Linked DNA regions of Zea mays: region 2 is linked to region 1. Evidence: chromatin contacts called from public Hi-C data. All regions are on one chromosome and are shown on one strand. Each heading gives the region's core, a stretch centred on a gene start, on an enhancer-like site or on the middle of the called end of the contact. The rest is flanking DNA. Distances are from core to core; before and after follow the strand shown. Region 1 holds the start of LOC100279505 (RNA-splicing protein MRS3). Region 2 holds the start of LOC103639262 (rab3 GTPase-activating protein catalytic subunit).

Evidence for each region. Hi-C and Micro-C count contacts between places; a contact is called where the count stands out from the background.
Region 2: a contact with region 1 is called in a Hi-C map of leaf, with 7 times the contacts expected there. The contact joins the promoter of LOC103639262 here to the promoter of LOC100279505 in region 1. A contact is called at or near these places in 2 of 25 Hi-C or Micro-C datasets (both in leaf).

Annotation. Positions count from the first base shown.
Region 1 is chr9:143,176,775-143,183,282 of Zm-B73-REFERENCE-NAM-5.0, forward strand. It overlaps LOC100279505 (RNA-splicing protein MRS3), which reads right to left and starts at 3,021. Exons shown (of 2, transcript NM_001152505.1): 1 at 2,130-3,021. The coding sequence starts at 2,927.
Region 2 is chr9:143,370,829-143,377,336 of Zm-B73-REFERENCE-NAM-5.0, forward strand. LOC103639262 (rab3 GTPase-activating protein catalytic subunit) reads right to left here and starts at 2,425. Exons shown (of 21, transcript XM_008662017.4): 1 at 2,026-2,425; 2 at 1,195-1,238; 3 at 1,019-1,082; 4 at 825-939; 5 at 459-526. The coding sequence starts at 2,118.

The sequences.
Region 1 (6,508 bases), core at 1,771-4,270:
TCCCTCCCGTCCCAAATAAGTAGCTTTTAGAGGTTCAAAATTTCTCTTAAAAATATAGCATTCTACAAAAACATAGGACACTGCATCCTAGTGCGGAAGCTAATCACGAGTGCTTGCAAACGATAACTACCAAATCACGTCTTTTACCAGCATTCTTTATCTGTCAGAAAATTATTTATTTTGCAGCACCCAAACCAAGAAACATTTCATGATCCACTTAATGGTGCATTTGCACTTGATAACTTCCAGTTCCAGTAGAATAGGAAACACTATGATTTCAGTATACAATTCAAGAATTAAATAAAAAGCATTTAAAACAATATTCAAGCAAGTCACAGTGGTCTATATGTTACAGGAAAAGCCTTCCCAGGTTGTTTTCATGTTCTTTTCATGTGTATCCATTGTTTTTTTTTTCTTATATCATGTTTAAGCTAGCATAATCAATGTAGATCATGGAAGCTGGTGGAATCAATGTAGAAAGCGTAAGCTACCGAAAGAGAAACACAGACGGATAAGTCAACAAGAACAACTGGTTATTAACAAGAATGTTTAACTTAAACATAGCCAGACAATCATACATTTAAACTTCTTTGAACACATGCCGCAAGTGATACGACAACCAAACAACATATTTCACCAGGGTAAAAACAAAGGAGTACACTAGAAAGAGAACACACAATCAGTGGAGACTGCAATCTAGAATTCTAAATTGATGTTGTGTTAAGTACTAGACAGGTTAGTCAAACATATTTGAAGGCCCAAAGTTTGAACTTCAAAGTTGGTTTCTAGGAAATCCCCCTTTGATTTTCATCACAAACTTGCAGGTCACATCTCTATAGCATCAAACAATTATACCTATCGCTTTGGCATTGATCTCTCTTAATTCTTATATCCAAAATTGATACAACATGAATAAAAAAGATAGACCTAGTGCCGGAGGCTGCAAAAGGGCCTCTAGCGTAATGATTAAGGCTTCCAAGTAGCACCTCCAGCTCGACTCGACTCGCCTACTCACCGAGCTGTAAAAAGAGGCTCGGCTCGCGAGCTGCACCTTGAAAACTAATATTGCATTATATAGTGAATTAATGGTCTATAAATATGAAATAAATAATCATCACATGACATTACAAGTAATTTAAATTATAATTGTTATATATACATCATTAAAGACTAAGAAACGAGTCATATATCTATAAAATTATCCAATATCCATCATCATTGTGTAGGTTAATTATTTTTGTGCAGCTCGCGAGCCGGCTCATGAGCCAGAGCGGCTCGGCTCGGCTCGTTGCCTCAACGAGCTCAAAAACCTGGCTCGGCTCGCGAGCCGCTTCGAGCTCGAGTCGGCTCGCGAGCTTCGAGCTTTTTTCCAGCCCTATCGTCGTGCCCCGCCCGCTCTCGGGTTACGTCTGACGCGCCACCCTCCGGCTGGGTCGTTGCAGAGTGGACGATGACGACCTGCTAGTGATGGGGGTCGGGGATTTTCTCGATCGGGACCATGTTTCGATCTTTTCTTAATATAATACCAGGAGGACAGTCTTTCCCTTCGTGGCCAAGTTTTTTTTAGTGCCGGAGACTCCCACATAAGTGGCAAGTGTTTTCGGAGAGGCTGCTTCAAACCCATGACCTAGTTACTCACTGAGACAGCTCCCGTCAGTGCAATGGGTCTGCCCTTCTTGATACAACATGAATCTAGTCCTTAGACGGACATGTGGCCCAGATCCCATTTTGAAACATGGGACTTCTTCCCAAATACTACATTTTTCCTGTGAAATTTCTGCATTCCAAACAGGCTCTCAAAATTACATCTCACTGTTCAATGGCGGCAGAACTAAAATAGTTTTGTTGCTATGTCACTATGCTTCCACAGTAGTGCCACCGGGCATCCTTAGAGCAGTAATCACCACTAGCACATCAAACGAACACAAGATGACAAGAGGCTACTAACTTCATCGCACAACTGTTTCCAATAATCTTAGAGATGAATAGGATAACTAGATCCTATAAGAGTTCCCTCCCTTTTGGTGGGTAAACCATCAGAAATCACTCAGATCAGCTCTAATATTGTTGCAGAGCATTAAAAATCAGAGCTTTGATCAGATTACAAATCAAGTAGACTAGATCTTCACCTGGCACTGTAGCTGCGTCTTGACAACATCGAAGGGCGTGGTGACCGCCGCGGCAAGCGCCCCGGCTGCGGCCCCAGCAGTGGCGTGTACGGCGAGGGACTCCTCCTCGGCGGCAATGTCCCCGAGCATCCGCTTGGCCGCCTCGTAGGTGGCAAAGTGGACGGCGGTGTAAGGCGCGTTCATGACCACGGTTGTCCGGTAGGAAACGAAGAAGGCGCTAGGCCCCTCGTCTCGCAGCACGGTGCGGACGCAGTGCCCTACGCCCGTGTAGGGGCTGCTGGTGAGCTGCAGCCGCTGCTTGACGGTGTCCATAGGCGTGAAGACCGCGTCGCTGGCCACGGTCGCGACGACCCCCGAGGCGGCGTGCGCGGCGGGGTTGTTGGGGCCGAGGCGGTCGGTGAGGGCCGACTTGGCGAGCTCGTAGACGGAGAAGTAGACGGCGTGAGCGGGGCCCGCGCCGAGCGCCATGGCCGGGAGTCCCCGGTAAAGGGCGAGGGCGCCGCCCTCGCCGGCCACGGCGTTGCGCAGGGCCGCCCGCAGCGACAGAGCCGGCCGGCACGGCGGCGCGCTGGCCTGCATGTGCGTCTTCAGAGTGTCGACGGGGAACATCGCCGTGTGCTCGACGACGCCGGCGACGGAGCCGGCGAGCATGTACTGCCAGAAGCGGAGGTCATCGTGGGTAGCGTCGGGGACGGCGGGGCTGCTAAGCACCGGACTGGGAGGGCGGCCCTGCGGGGTCGTCGGCTCCTCAGCCGTGGCGGGAAGGAGGCGGTCTGGGGTGCGGAAATCCGCAGCCATGGAGGGGCGGCTGTGGTAGGGCTAGGGTTTTGAGAGGGGAGCACGGGGCGAATCGCACGAGGAGGAGGGGGACTGGGGGAGATAAAGAGGAGAGATTTGAGGGGGAGGAGGATGTCGCCATTCAGGAGGAGGGGACGGGGCCAAGTTCTTCTCGTTTCGATCAATCCGGTTTTTCGGCTTCTGAACAGTTACGTGCTGGCCATCCCTCGGGTTTGTAGTTCCATATTTCTTGATTTGATTTGATTTGCTATGGGTAAGCCCAATTGGTACTTTAAGTTATTCGAAAAATCTGCTAATTATCATCTGGTTTATAAGGAGGACGAAGTTGGCTTTTGTTTCTGCTGGTGCAGAGACGAAGTCGTGGTCTAGTTCTGTTTTTTTTAAAAGGCGGCTGATTCTGTTTTGTGTTGGGCGCTTTTGACCTGGGCGGCTAACCAAGTTTTCTAGTATTTGTAAAGTTGAAGCCCATTTGCGAGTGCCATTGTACGTGTGATATTGGAAGAAATAAAGGGCGACGAGAAAGGCAAGTGGAACACGAGGATCGCAGGTCAACAGCACCAAATTTGCAGGGTTCCAGATCCACGGACCACCAATTTCACGATTAGAGACGACACAGTGGGCTGTTATCAACTTGCTTAGGCTGCATTGGTACGTGAGACTGACTCTTCGGATGTTCCTCCAGGTTCAGGACCGAGGGAGGAAAAAAATGCTACTCCAACACGGTGGCTGTGGAAGGGGAAAAAATAGGAGGGCAGCGGCGGCCTGGTAGTTTTTGGAGACTCGGATCCTAGGCCTCTCGATTAACCAAGTGAGCATCGAAGTACTGGGCACTGCCTAAGGGCCCGTTCGGTTGTACCGGAATGAGCCAGGATTCATTTCAACTCATCAAAATCTATATAAATTAGAGAAGTAATCCGGCTAGGAATTAATCCGGGCCTCCAATCCGGAACAACCGAACAGGGCCTAATAATATCATACGCAGACGAATTACAGCTACTGGGAATATGAAAGCACTGAAGTGTATAAAATTTTCTTACACCAGTGATATCTTGGAATAACACTCTGTACTAGAGATCCCAATGGAGACCGACCCCTCGTTCCCCCGCCGAGGATACAGTGATTTAGACGCTGTTTGCTTTGAATCATAATCTCTTCTGATTATATAATACAGCGCAAATCACTACCGGAATCAGTGCTTTGCTGAGTGACTGAAGCACTCGGTAAAGTCCGAAAAACACTCGGCAAAGTATTTGTCGAGTGACTGAAGCACTCGGTAAAGCCCGAAAAACACTCGGCAAAGTATTTGCCGAGTGTCGCACTCGGCAAATAGGGCTAGACGAACAGTACATCGAGAAAGATTTCTTTGCCGAGTACTTTTTCTCGGGCAATCGGCACAGACTTTGCCGAGTGTCAAACGATACTCGACAAAGAAAAGCGACCGTCACGGCGCCGGGCTGATGGAGACGGCGTCTTTACCGAGTGTTCTAGGTGACACTCGGCAAAGAATTCGTAAGCGGGTCTCTTTGTCAGGTTCTTTGCCGAGTGCTCTGTATGGCACTCGGCAAAGCGCGCCTCTTTGCCGAGTGTCAGGGCCACCACACTCAGCAAAAAAGCTATACCTGTGCCCAGGTATTGGTTCTTTGCCGAGTGCTATGACCCTAACACTCGTCAAAGCCCCTATTTGCCGAGTGTAACACTCGGCAAAGTGATCAGTACACACCTTTTTTATTTGTTTTTTCTATTCCATCCAAACAAACAAAAGATACATCACAAATATTATCACATATATCACATATATACATCACAAATATCATCACAGACATAAATATCCAATACAAACATTAATATACAAGTTCTCAACACAAACATAAGTATCAACACAAGTTCAGAAGTATCAAAACATAAGTCTCAAGCTCTAACGTAAGTATCTGAAGCCTGAACACTAAAACATAACTCTCATAGAGGTGGGTGGTTGGATTGGTGCTGCGATGGGCTGGGCGGTTCATGAGGGTTGTTGGATGCCGCCCCAGATTGACCCTGCATAGAGAAGAGATTGCATGTGTTATATCAGATGCATTACCAATATTTAACTACAATTTTAATACTCACAGGAGTATAAAAACATAGTAGGGTCAATTGTAGGGAACAATGGAGGTGCCGGAGCGAAACCCTGTGCGGCGCCAAAGCTCTGCATGTATTCGAACATCTCTGCCATCCTCTGCTAATCTGCCAGGCAAGCCGCCCACTCCACCTCCCGCTCCACCATCATCCTCGCCTCCATCTCTTGACGTTCCCTCATCTCTTCTTCTAGCTGGGTCTATAATATTACAAGTCAATGTTATAGTAACTCAAAGAGAAGGTGAAAGGGAAATAGGGTCAAACATTTTCCTAAATGGTTTTGGTGGTTGAATTGCCCAACACAAATAATTGGACTAACTAGTTTGCTCTAGATTATATGTTCTACAGGTGCCAAAGGTTCAGCACAAACCAATAAAAAGATTAAAGTTAGGGTTCAAAAGGAAGGAGCAAAAGAAACCGAAGTGAATCCTGGTCTGGCGCACCGGACAGTGTCCGGTGCACCAGGGTGGATCGACTTCAAACTCTTCACCTTCGGCTTTCTGAGTCCGCGCTCCGCTATAATTCACCGGACTGTCCGGTGTGCCAGCGGAGCAAAGGCTCCCAAGCGCAACGGTCGACTCCAACGATCGCCTGCAACGTGAACAGTGCGCGAACAATTCGCGCAGAGTCAGAGCAGCGCCAGAAGGCACACCGGACAGTGAGCAGTGTCTGTCCGGTGCGACACCGGACTGTCCGGTGGCCCAGGCTGTCACAGCTCCAACGGTCGAAACCGTCTGAACCCTAACGGTTGGGTGACGTGGCTGGCGCAGCAGCCCTCCCCAACGGTTGTTTTGGTAGTTGGGGCTATAAATACCCCCAACCACCACCATTCAAGGCGTCCAAGTTTTCCAGCAATTGCATTCAATACAAGAGCTCTAGACTTCACTCCAAGACACAAACAAGAGATCAAATCCTCTCTCAAGTCCAAAATCACTCCAAACACTTAGTGACTAGTGAGAGAGAGATTTTCGTGTTCATTTGAGTTCTTGTCGCTTGGATCGCTTTTCTTCTTCCCCATTCTTGTTCCCAAGACATTTGTAATCAAAGCAAGAGACACCAATTGTGTGGTGGTCCTTGTGGGGTCTAAGTGACCCATTTGATTGAGGAGAAAAGCTCACTCGGTCTAGGTGACCGTTTGAGAGAGGGGAAGGGTTGAAAGAGACCCGGTCTTTGTGACCACCTCAACGGGGAGTAGGTTTGCAAGAACCGAACCTCGGTAAAACAAATCACCGTGTCATTCGCTCTATTTCTTTGGTTGATTTGTTTTTGCCCTCTCTTTTGGACTCGACTTTATTTCTAACACTAACCCCGACTTGTAGTTGTGTTTAAAGTTTATAAATTTCAGATTTGCCTATTCACCCCCCTCTAGGTGACTTTCAATTGGTATCAAAGCCCGGTACTTCATTAGAGTCTAACCACTCGAAGTGATGTCGGGAGGATCCACCAGAGGGAGATGGAAACAT
Region 2 (6,508 bases), core at 1,175-3,674, 190 kb after region 1:
CTAATGATCATTGGGGCTTGGGAGATCTGGAAGCTACGCAACGGACTCATCTTTGAAGCAAAAATGCCCTCTCTCTCATCTTGGAAAGGATCTTGCTGAGGCTTTTCTTCAAGCTCATAGATTGAACTCTTCTAAGAAGGATGCTTTCTGCTCCCTCGTTCAGTCCTTTAGCTAGCCTCTCTTCTCTCCATGAATTTTTAAGTTTGTAATGTGTTTTTTATTTTTTATTTTATTTTGTGTTTATATATATTTATAAATATACACCACAGCAAGGGTCTCCCTTGCTGTTTTCCCCTAAAAAACAAATGCACCCAGCAGAAAAAACATGTAATGGGTGCTTGTATAACTGGACTAAAAGCAACAAATAAAATAATACTACCTCTGTTCTTGAATATTTGTCGTCCGCTAGTTTATTTTTGAACTAAAACATGACAAATAAAAAAGAACGGAGGGAGTACCAAAAACTCATCAACTCCAAATGAGAGCTGCATGCTATGTGTGTCATCGTCCCAATATGAGTTTTGACCTACAGATAGATATTAGTGACTGAGTATTGAGAAAAAAGAACAATAAGCAAAGCTATTTGGAGGAAAATAACATGACGTACAACTGTACAAGCTTGCTTAAAGTAAAAAAAGGCAGACCTAGTTCCAAAGCCTACCACATGAGTGGGTTCTGGAGAAGGGATAAACCAAGGCAAGTCTTCCCTCCGCAAATGTGAAGAGGCTGCTTCGATTTCATGAAATGGTCTGCCCTTCTACATCACCAGGTCTGCCCTTCTACAAGCTTGCTGAAAGTATTATAGTTTAACCAAATAAACTCACCTTTTGCAGATTTCATGAAATGGTACTCCATAGAATAGACTCTTTTCCCATGCTTCAATTCACGCTTGATCATATATAAGTTTTCAAAAGGAGGAACACCCTCTGCACCTTTTTGCTACAAGAATATATGTTAGCTAACTGATTAATCAATTATCACACAAGGATGAATATTAGGTCCCCATACAGAGCTCTACCATTAAGATCTTTGCGCCATCTGCAAGCCATTGACGGCAAATAGCCTCTATCTCAGATATAAACCTAGATGTTAAGAAACTGTTAACAATCCTTTATGCATAAGTAAAATTGACCAAACATGAGGATAATAAACTTGGATAGCATCACTGTAAGCATTATTGCAGATTTGCAGTACTTTTCCCATGACGAAGCAATGGTGAAATCATCGAACCGCTCAAGCTGTTGACAGAAATGAAATAATAAATCAATACATATTTTCCATCTCAACAGAATGTTGACTTCTTAAATGCATGGAGCTGCAGTGCTGCACACAGTCAGCCTAATAAAGCAACAGTGTAGAAAAACTAGCACTAGCTACAAGATGTCAAGTTACATGCTCCCAATCGAAACAGTGTGGCAAATGGTACCCAACAAGGCATGGAAGCTGCAGTTACCAAGCGAGTAGCATGATGAACAGGCACATATTATGCAATTGAGCATCAATCATCATACAGAGTATTGTCACATAGGAACCCAAAAGAAAAAAATGTCAGGTATTTCCGCCTCTTACAGGAAACGTGCAAATGCATGCTATGAAGCAAAACACTCTGCCCCTTTGGAAGGCAGGAATTTCACACGAAACTATATAGGAATTTCACAGGAATCAAGAATTGTATATGAATTTCACAGGAATCAGTTCATTTTTCAAATGAAAAACACAGGATCGGGAAAAAAATCCGGTGTTCCGAAGGGGGCCTAAATAGCACATCAAGTGACCAACACACTCGTGAATCGTGAACTGCAGGCCAATGCATTGCTAGCAGGTTTTGGCGAGCAAAACACCGTTGATTTCTCCCAAAGTAGCCCAGAAACTTCAGCAATTGAAACTGTGAACCTAGCAACTAAAGCGCAATACGCCAATATCAATCCACATCACGCAAAGGCAGTACCAAACCAAACGCGATTGGTCCAAAATATCGAACCCGAACTACGAGCACAGGCGTGAAGGAAGCAAAAGCGCGAATACCTCCTCTTCGGCCTCCTCCTCAACCTCCTCCAACTCATCGTCCTCTCCGATCCGACGATGTTTCGCGTACCTGGAGGAGGATGTGGAGGCCATGGAGATTCGCTCCGCTGGCTCAGCGGGGGCGAGCCTCGGGTGGCACGGTGCAGTCGCGTGGAAGCTGTGAGACGCGTTCCCGTTAGATCGGCAAGGGGGAGGGGGTGAGCCGCGACTGAGGAGAAGGGAAGCGGAGGAGAGTGTTGCGTCGATGGCCGATGCCTCGTCGACCGACGGTCCGAGTTCTCTGTTCGTGCTTCTGGTGACGGTGATTGTGGCACCGTACGCTGGTAAACTCGTCACACACACGACAGTTTCTACAGCCGCGGGCTCACAGGATGGGAGTAGTCCTATGCAGGGCTGGGCCGGTATAATTCAAGGCTCTGTACAGATTTTCTTTTATTTGTTAAGAATAGATGGTATAGATTAAAGGGGTGTTTGGTTTCTAGGGACTAATGTTTAGTCCCTACATTTTATTCCATTTTAGTTCTAAAATTGACAAATATAGAAACTAAAACTTTATTTTAGTTTCTATATTTAGCAATTTATAGACTAAAAAGGAATAAAACAAAGGGACTAAACATTAGTCCATAGAAACCAAACACCCTATAAATCTCATCTATTAACCGTGATTGGATCGTTAATGTGGAAAATGGTTTAATAACGGTTACAGATGATTTTAGCGTTCAGATGCAGCATGTGCTAGCTGCACTTCACCATATATTCTAAACGAGTACTCCATTGTCACCACAAACATTTTGTTTGGTTTGAAGAATAAGTTATAGTCTATCATCTTCTCGCTCCTCACCTATTTTGTTTGGTTTGTATAATGGAATGAGTTAACTCATCACCATCATTTATCATAGTTAGTTAGTACTAACATGAGGAATAGAGTCATCCCACCAAATTTGAGAAATAGATCCATAATGCACCACCTCATTTTGGATTGAATGATTCCTCAAACCAAACACCCACTATATTCTCTCCTTTTAAATCAACTTAACTAAATACTGTAATCATTACCGAATTCTGATTAAACTTTTACTGACTATTATTTTAGGGTGTGTTTGGTTGCGGGACAGCAAGGACAGGAACATTCCCTGATATCCTCTCCCGTCCCTCCAATTTTGAGGGATAACTGGGGGATAACATTGTGATAGTTCTGTCCCAACCCTTGACCCTGAACCAAACAACCTTATTTTAGAGATCGTCTCATCCCGTCCCGTCCTGTTATTGCAACCAAACACACCCAGAGGGCCTTGGAGGACGATGTCGTGTTCTTGACACCGGACGCACATGTCCCACCCGGTGATAGCACCTAGAGGGGTGAATAGGTGATCCTGCAAAAATCAACTTTAAACAACACAAATTTGGTTTATAATAAGTGTTAGTGAGAACTAAAACCAAGTTAGGATGAGACAAGAGATGGAGAGAAAATTCTTCTCTTGATTACTCGATTAATAAAAGTATTAAACTTAGTAACAATATTGCAAGAGAGGTGAGAGCTCGAGAAGATAGTAGTCGCAATAAGAAAATGGACAAGTGACACAGCGATTTTTACCATGGTTCGACCAATGTCTACTCCACGTTGTGGTGACCTCCTTTGAACAAGGATTGCACTTAACCCCTCTTAAGTGATTCAAAGATCAAACTTGAGTGCCACAAATATCTTCCTTATACCAAAATCCTGTTGTGAGGAATCTCCACAATTTGGAGCTTTCATGTCTTACACAATTGATTACAAACAAAATCGGAGCAAGGATGTGAGTAAAAACTCACACAAGAGCACAACACAACAACAACACGCACACAAGTGAAAAGAGAGAGCGCACGAAACACAATGACAAAGTTATAGCTTAAGAACGCTCCGAAATCTCTCTCTAGCAAAACAATAGTGTGGTCACAAAGATCCAGAGTTGTAGTGTGTTCAAAGACTGTTTGGTTTTCTGCTCCATGCGCCTAGGTGAGAGCACCTAGAGGGGGGTGAATAGGTGATCCTGTAAAACTCAATACTTATAGCCACAAAAACTTGTTAAGCGTTAGCACAGTTAATGCCAAGTGGCTAGAACGAAGATCTTGCACAATATGATAATCACAAGAAGTTCAACACAGAGAAGACACAGTGATTTATCCCGTGGTTCGGCCAAGACCAACGCTTGCCTACTCCACGTTGTGGCGTCCCAACGGACGAGAGTTGCACTCAACTCCTCTCAAGTGATCCAATGATCAACTTGAATACCACAGTGTTATGCTTTTCTTTTCAATATCCCGTTTGCGAGGAATCTCCACAACTTGGAGCCTCTCGCCCTTACACTTGAGATTCACAAAGAAATACGGAGTAAGGGAGGGAAGCAACACACACAAATCCACAGCAAAATGCGCACACACACGGCCAAGAAACGAGCTCAAAAGACTATCTCAAAGTTCTCACTAGAACGGAGCTCGAATCACTGAGAATGACAAACGAATGCGCAAAGACTGAGTGTGGATGATCAAGAATGCTCTAAGGTTGCTTGTGTGTCTTCTCCATGCGCCTAGGGGTCCCTTTTATAGCCCCAAGGCAGCTAGGAGCCGTTGAGAGCAAATCTGGAAGGCCATCTTTGCCTTCTGTCGTCGGGTGCACCGGACAGTCCGGTGCACACCGGACACTGTCCGGTGCCCGATTTCTTTCCTTAACCAGCGCTGCCGACCGTTGCAGATCTGGGAGCCGTTGGCGCACCGGACATGTCCGGTGCACACCGGACAGTCCGGTGCCCCCTTCCGACCGTTGGCTCGGCCACGTGTCTCGCGCAGATCGCGCGGCCGACCGTTGGCCCGGCCGACCGTTGGCTCACCGGACAGTCCGGTGCACACCGGACAGTCCGGTGCACACCGGACAGTCCGGTGAATTATAGCCGTACGCCGTCGGCGAATTCCCGAGAGCAGCTACTTCGCGCCGAGTCTGCCTGGTGCACCGGACACTGTCCGGTGCGCCACCGGACAGTCCGGTGTGCCAGACAGAGCTGAGTCTTGGCTGTACACAGCCAAGTCTTTTTCCATCTCTTTTCTTTTCTTCTTCTCTCTGTTTCTAACACTTAGACAAGTATATTAGTACACAAAACCAATGTACTAAGGCTTAGAAACATACCTTTACTTGTGATTTGCACTTTGTTCATCCATGGGCATAGATTCACATTTAAGCACTTGTGTTTGCACTCAATCACCAAAATACTTAGAAATGGCCCAAGGGCACATTTCCCTTTCAATCTCCCCCTTTTTTGTGATTTATGCCAACACAACATAAAGCAACTAGAACAAGTGCAAAATCACTTCAAATAAAACTCAAGTTTATTTTGATTCAATTTTGGCATATATGGATCATCCTTTGCCACCACTTGGTTTGTTTTTGCAAATCAAACTCAAATCTCTATCTCTAAGTCAAACACACATGTTGAAGCATAAAGAGAGTCATTCCAAAAGAGATTGGTCAAAGATTTCAAAAACTCCCCCTTTTTCCCATAATCACTACTTCTCCCAACAAGAAGCCAACTTTTGACAAAAGAGACAACAAAAGAGTTTTGACAAACCAAAAGCTCTACTCTACTATTTTCAAATCTCCCAAGTGGTAGCTGATCCATTTATTGCTTTGGCCTTTATTTTCTCCCCCTTTGGCATCAAGCACCAAAACGGGATCAATCTTGGCCCTTTAACCCCATTGCCTCACCAAAATCTTCAATTAAGAGCAAATGGCAATAAGAGTTCATGAGATGAACTTGGAATAAGTTACCCTCTAATCGGAGTGCAGTGGAAGTCTTTCATGGTCCAAGGCCACCTTTTCCCTTTCAATTCTCCTTCGAGACTAAATCAAGCAAACTCAAGCATATGGTTAGTCTCAAAGGGTCAAGTTGTAACACAACTCCCCCTAAATATGTGCATCACTTACACAAGGACTTGTGAGGTCCGGGGAGTGTTTGTACAACTTGAGCACCACAATAAGCAACAAAATGCAGAATGAACATGATCAAAGGCATAAACACATGTATGCTACACTTCAATCCAGGTTCCGCGAATCTAAGACATTTAGCTCACTACGCAGCCTGCAAAAGGTCTTCTCATCTAGAGGATTGGTAAAGATATCGGCTAGCTGGTTCTCGGTGCTAACATGAAACACTTCGATATCTCCCTTTTGCTGGTGGTCTCTCAAAAAGTGATGCCGGATGTCTATGTGCTTTGTGCGGCTGTGCTCAACAGGATTTTCCGCCATGCGGATAGCACTCTCATTATCACATAGGAGTGGGACTTTGCTCAGATTGTAGCCAAAGTCCCTGAGGGTTTGCCTCATCCAAAGTAGTTGCGCGCAACACTGACCTGCGGCAACATACTCGGCCTCAGCGGTGGATAGGGCAACAGAGGTTTGTTTCTTAGAATGCCATGACACCAGGGACCTTCCTAAGAATTGGCACGTCCCCGA